Linked DNA regions of Mus musculus: region 1 is linked to region 2. A link is a contact called in public ChIA-PET data. All regions are on one chromosome and are shown on one strand. The core of a region is the stretch at or near the end of the contact, and the rest is flanking DNA. Distances in the headings are between cores, read along the strand shown.

The links. ChIA-PET counts read pairs in DNA pulled down with a chosen protein or histone mark.
Region 1: a contact with region 2 is called in an RNA polymerase II ChIA-PET map of memory CD8 T cells, with 9 read pairs. The contact joins the promoter of Pxk here to the enhancer-like site in region 2. A contact is called at or near these places in 2 of 39 promoter capture datasets (hematopoietic stem and progenitor cells and pre-B cells), 2 of 484 Hi-C or Micro-C datasets (CD4 T cells and CD8 T cells), 2 of 115 datasets of contacts at active chromatin or transcription factors (bone marrow-derived macrophages and memory CD8 T cells) and 2 of 9 other capture datasets (adipose tissue and liver).

The regions. Positions count from the first base shown.
Region 1 is chr14:8,096,762-8,099,461 of GRCm38.p6, forward strand. Pxk (PX domain containing serine/threonine kinase) reads left to right here and starts at 1,450. Exons shown (of 18, transcript NM_145458.4): 1 at 1,450-1,655. The coding sequence starts at 1,554.
Region 2 is chr14:7,772,703-7,775,402 of GRCm38.p6, forward strand. The region is part of intron 3 of Gm10044 (ankyrin repeat domain-containing protein 30B); the gene reads right to left. Among named protein-coding and RNA genes, the nearest start is that of Gm10044, 17 kb to the right of the region's middle. Within about 2 kb of position 1,364, at least 196 of the 459 cell types and tissues checked have an H3K27ac peak or open chromatin away from gene starts, as enhancers often do. A contact at or near this core is called in CD8 T cells, adipose tissue, bone marrow-derived macrophages and 4 more, where this site is marked.

The sequences.
Region 1 (2,700 bases), core at 200-2,699, 320 kb after region 2:
TAAACAAAGCAATGGAGGAAAGGAGTGGAACCGTCCTAAAGTGACACATGGTTTGGCTTTAGTGGATTACTGCTCTAAAGCACATAGGAATAAAAATGAGATGCAAGAAGAGGTCTCATTGATTTAGGGCTAAATTAAGAAGATCCCCAGGTCTCCTCTGAGCATTGGCCCCTGAAGGCACTCTGGTGTCACTTGGCTCCTTGGGGTTGCCCAGCAATCTCTAAGCCTGAACTCTGAAGAGAATAACCGTCAAGAGCAATCTAGACCTTTGCTATGATGTCATCGCAGTGGTGATGGATGCACAAAGAAGCTTGGTTTCTATGAATAAAATAATAGAAATTCAGTGGAAACAAGCAGAAATAAATCTCTGTTCTGTGAATTGTCAGGATGGAATGCATATTGTTTGAGATTTTAAATATGTGCAAAGTTCCTTCCTGTCCAATTGCATTCCTATTACACATTCTACATGGCATTTACTTAGTTTTGCCAATGGAAGAGTGAGGTCTCAGGGTGTGTGTGGTGTGTGTGTGTGTGTGAGAAAGAGAGAGAGAGACTTATTCAAGATCACACAGACCCTCAACAGGGTCCTAGTCATCTGATCTAAGTTTAATTTCATTATTATCCTGGAAGGCTGTGGTCTTGGGTTAAGGTGAGCAGGGTAGATTTGGTACTGACAAGTTGATCATCAAGTTTGATAGTTCTGAGTTTGAGGTTCTTGGAGCCTGTTCTAGGACCGACCAAATATTCTCACCGTCTAAGAGATCTGAGTGTTCTTTGGTTTCAAAGACTTTAAAGCTCAACTGTGAGCTAGGACCAAGCATACAAGCAGGGAAATCTTTGCATCAGTTATTTTATTTTATTTTTCCACCTCTGTCTTAAAGCTTATTGTTTAAAGATTAGGAACTAAACCCCGTGGGATCCAGTTATGAGAGTGTGGCACCTAGGTTCTCCTGAAGATCCAGGTTTAAAACATGAATCCAGATTTGGTTTACAAAGTTTGGTCTATAAACTCAGACTGAGAAGCCACCCTGAAGTTGTTTTTTGTTATATCCTGAGTCCTAAGGTCCTTGGGCAGGAAAGTGTGATTAGGAGCAGTAGGGTCTCAAATCTACCAGCCTGAGTTTCTGAACGGTTCATCTGAAAAGCTCAGTTCTGTTAGAGTCCAGAGAAGCAGTGCGAGATGTGGTGGTAATGGTTTAGTTTTGTGCTCCTCGCCCGAGGCCAGGAGCTCACAGTACTGAGTATACGCTGCGGGGGCGAGGAGGCGCCAAGAGAGCAAGGGACATAATGCCTCTGACTGCAACCATGGGACGACGATAGCAGTCACCTACCCTGCCGTGAAGAACGGCGCTAGGACCCAGCGAGGTCGGGCAGACTGGTGTTGACAGCCGGCAGGCAGAGACGACCGGCGCTAGGACCCGCGGGCGGCGGCGGCGCGCGGGGCGCGGGGCGGTGCGCGTTGACAGCAGCGGCGGCGGGACGCGGCGGGTGGCGGGGCTCGGCGCCTCCGGTTCCTGCCCCGGCTTCAGAGGCAGCGGCGGCGGCGGCCCGGGATGGCCTTCATGGAGAAGCCGCCGGCTGGCAAGGTGCTGCTGGACGACACGGTGCCGCTGACAGCGGCCGTCGAGGCGAGCCAGAGTCTGCAGTCGCACACGGTGCGCGGCTGGGGCGGGAGGCCGGGGCCGAGGGCGGGGGCCGGGCGAAGGCCGGACGGCGGCGCGGCGCGGCAGGGCGCGGGCACCGGAGCCGGGCAGGTGTGTGAGCCCGCTGCCTCCCTCCTGCCGGGCCGCGGCCGGGGCGGCGTGCCCGCGCATCCCAGACCCCCTGGAGTGGCTTAGGGGAGCCCTCGGTGCTCGTAGTACGCACAGGCGAGTTCATTTCTGCCACATGCAGTCTTTTATGGGGCTTTAAAGCCACGCTTGCTTTCATTTGCCGGTACTTCCCCCCCTTTTTCCTTTTGGAAAGGTGCTCTATGTCTTGTAATTTACAAGCAGTAAACCCTAGGAACCAGTAAAAACCGGGGAGCTTGTAGCCTCTAGGACTTGATCGAGGAAATGATGAATGGGGTGGGGGTGGGATTGGGATTCCTGAGATTGTAATGTTTTGTCAGGCCAGCAAATCAGATTCCAGCCCAGAGTCTTGTTTATCAAGCAGTGTTTGGGGGTTCATCATCTGGAGGCTAAAGCCCCACAAAAGCCTTCTGTGTCTCTGTCTCTTTGTCTCGCCGTCTCTTTTTCCATCTCGCTGTCTCTGTCTCTTGTTTCTGACGTTCCCTGTGTGTTTATCTCTGTTTCTGTGTGTGTATGTTCAAATTCTTCGCTAGTCAAAGAGATCTTTCATTCTGATGTATTAAAGCAGGACTTTTTAGAGCCCTGTTACCTCTCCGACAGCCTTGCTTTGTAGGTCAGGATTGTTGAAAGCATTTATTCTCACTTAGAGAAATGACTGTCTTTTTTTAAAAAATGCACTTTTTCTCCCAATGGTAGGTAACATCCTAAGTCCTATTGTAGAAACTTATGAAAGGCACCAAAAATCTATGAGTTTGTTGCGCTTGTAATTTGTTGCAAAGTGAGTATTTAAGGCCATGTTTATGGAAGGTAATAATAATTCTTTCAAATTATGTTTTTTGACTGGATTACTGGCAAGTAAGTCTTATAACCTCATAGGGTGTTTTAGGTCTATTTAATACTAAAGAGATGG
Region 2 (2,700 bases), core at 114-2,613:
ACTCACTCTGTAGACCAGGCTGGCCTCGAACTCAGAAATCCGCCTGCCTCTACCTCGAGTGCTGGGATTAAAGGCATGCGCCACCATGCCCAGCTTCAGAAATTTTTTAACAATGATAATAAATGAAAGTCCTGAGAACTGATGCACATCAAACTTTTTAAAAGTGAAATTTACTTTAATGTTTAAAACAACACTCAGGGTAAACTTCATTTGCTCATACAACAAATATACATTGAGTAGCTTCTTACTGTATGCTAGCCCACTATCTAACCAATGAGGTTACAGTGGTAAGCAGAGAAAAGACTACTCTGATACTGAAGTACACATGGAATAACAATAAATGAGACAGAAAGACAGACATATAGTATGTTGGAGGAGGAAAACAAACTTTTATGTACTGTTAAGGATGCCGTGGAAGGAGCACGGTCCCGCAGGACCAAGTGGCTATGTGGAGAGTATGGCTTGTAAGCAAGAACTAAGAAGACAATAGAACATGGCAGGCAACTGTGACATAGAAACCTTGCAAGTTCAGAGAGATGCCTGAGTGTTCAGTGTGGCCGGGATAGAGTGACAAGGACAGAAAAATCCTAGTTCAAGTCAGAGATAAAGCAGGAGGCTAATCTGTGTGTCTCATGAGGTACTGTGGCCGATACTCTGAGTAGAAATGGAGTGAGGCCGGGCGGTGGTGGCACATGCCTTTAATCCCAGCAACTGGGGAGGCAGAGGCAGGCAAATTTCTGAGCTCGAGGCCAGCCTGGTCTACAAAGTGAGTTCCAGGACAAAGCCTGTCTGGAAAAATAAAAAAAAAAAAATAACAAAAAAAAAAAAAAAAAAAGGAAGAAAGAAAGAAATGGAGTGAGTGGGTTTGGGTTCTAGATCAGGAATAACTGTCTGACTTTTGTGTCATTGAATTCATTAACCACAAACAAGGCTTCCCTAGTGTTTGCCAGCTACAATGGTTATGTTTATATAACATTGTTTTCAATATAACTAGAAAATAGGATCAAACTATTAAACGTTTCTGAGAGTGGGTAATGTCTGTCTATTGCTATACAAAGGACAGAGCAATGTGATCATCATGAATGTTAGCCAAAATGAGAGTCTGTTTTGTCAGTCAAAATTGATTATCTATTTATACTAATGTCATGGTCTTACTTATCATGTTCTTCTTTTGCCTTAAGTGCGAAATCCTTGTCATTAGTAGCCCCACTGTGCCTTTGAGGAGTTGGTTCACTGCCTTTGATGTCAGCAGTAGCAGTAACCGCTGCGAAAGCAGCAGTGACAGCAGCAGCCACCACAGCATTAACAGTAGCGTTGGAGGAGGCCACAGCAGAAGCAGCTGCCGCAGCAGCAGCAGCAGCGGAGGCGTCAGAGGCGGAAGCGGAAGCAGCTGCCGCAGCCGCCGAAGCATCAGAAGCAGAAGCAGAAGCAGAGGCGGAAGCAGCGGAAGTGGAAGCTGCAGACGCAGAAGCAAACGCAACAGATGCGGAAGTGGAAGCTGCCGAAGCAGAAGCAAAAGCAGCAGAAGCAATATTGGAAGCAGCAGAAGCAGAAGTGGAAGCAGATTCCGCATAAGTAGAAGCTGAAACCGCAGCAGCAGCAGCAGCAGAGGCAACAGCACAAGCTGTTCTGTCGTCAGAGTTCTCCACTGCTACATTCGGCTCCTGGAGTCCGTACTTCCTCTCTTCTTCAACCTTTAAGAAATTCAGGCTGTGTTATTGTTCATTAAAAGGGAGTTTTATAGATTCGTTTGTTTTATTACTAGTCAGTGCCATGGTCCACAAATATTTGTGTTTTATCAGTACAGACCACTGACATTTTGTAAGCTCTGCTTCACTTCTGTTTGAGTAAGAGACCCAGAATTTTCAGAAATCTTAAGGGGACATGCTCTGTCTGGCTTTTAAAATTTTGCCCTTTGCTGCTAAGCAGTGGTGGACACACCTTTAATTCAAGCACTCGGAAAGCAGAGGTAGACTGATCTGTGTGAGTCCCATAACAGCCAGGGCTACACAGAGAAACCTTGTCTCAAAACTAAACTAAACTAAACTAAACTAAACTAAACTAAACTAAACTAAACTAAACTGCCCTGGTTTTTTTTATTGTTTGTCTGTTTGTTTTGCTACCTAACACATTCACTTCCTTAGTGATGTGAAGAAATAATAAGGACAGAGTATATCCTCTCCAGTCTAGATTTTACATTAATAGTCAGATTTAGAGACTGCGACATTAAAGAGATTGTGGAATAAAAGGAACCTCACCCTTCTGCTCTACATCAGTCTTTCCTCGTGGTCTTTCACAATTGCTCACTGGGATCCTGGGATAGTAAATCAGTGAAGGTGGCCTTTGAAATGCATGAACAACGCGTGCCACTACCCATAGTGGAGGGGAGCGGATGAGCTGCAAGTATGGACTCTGGAGATCCCTTCCAACCTCTCACTCCTTAACCACGACTGTTACACCTGAGGGACAGCAGGTAATGGCTTGCTTCAGCACCATCACCTACATACAGCAGGAGTTATGTGAACAAAGCCTGGAGGAGCATTCTAAGTGATGGGTTGGTGTTATCCACTCAGACAGGTTGCCCAGAAAACCCACTGAACCAGCTAAACTTAAGAACTGTGAGTTTGAGGCTTGGAGAGATGGCTCAGCAGCTAAGAGTACTTGGATTTGGTTCCAAGCACCCACGCAGGGGCTCACATC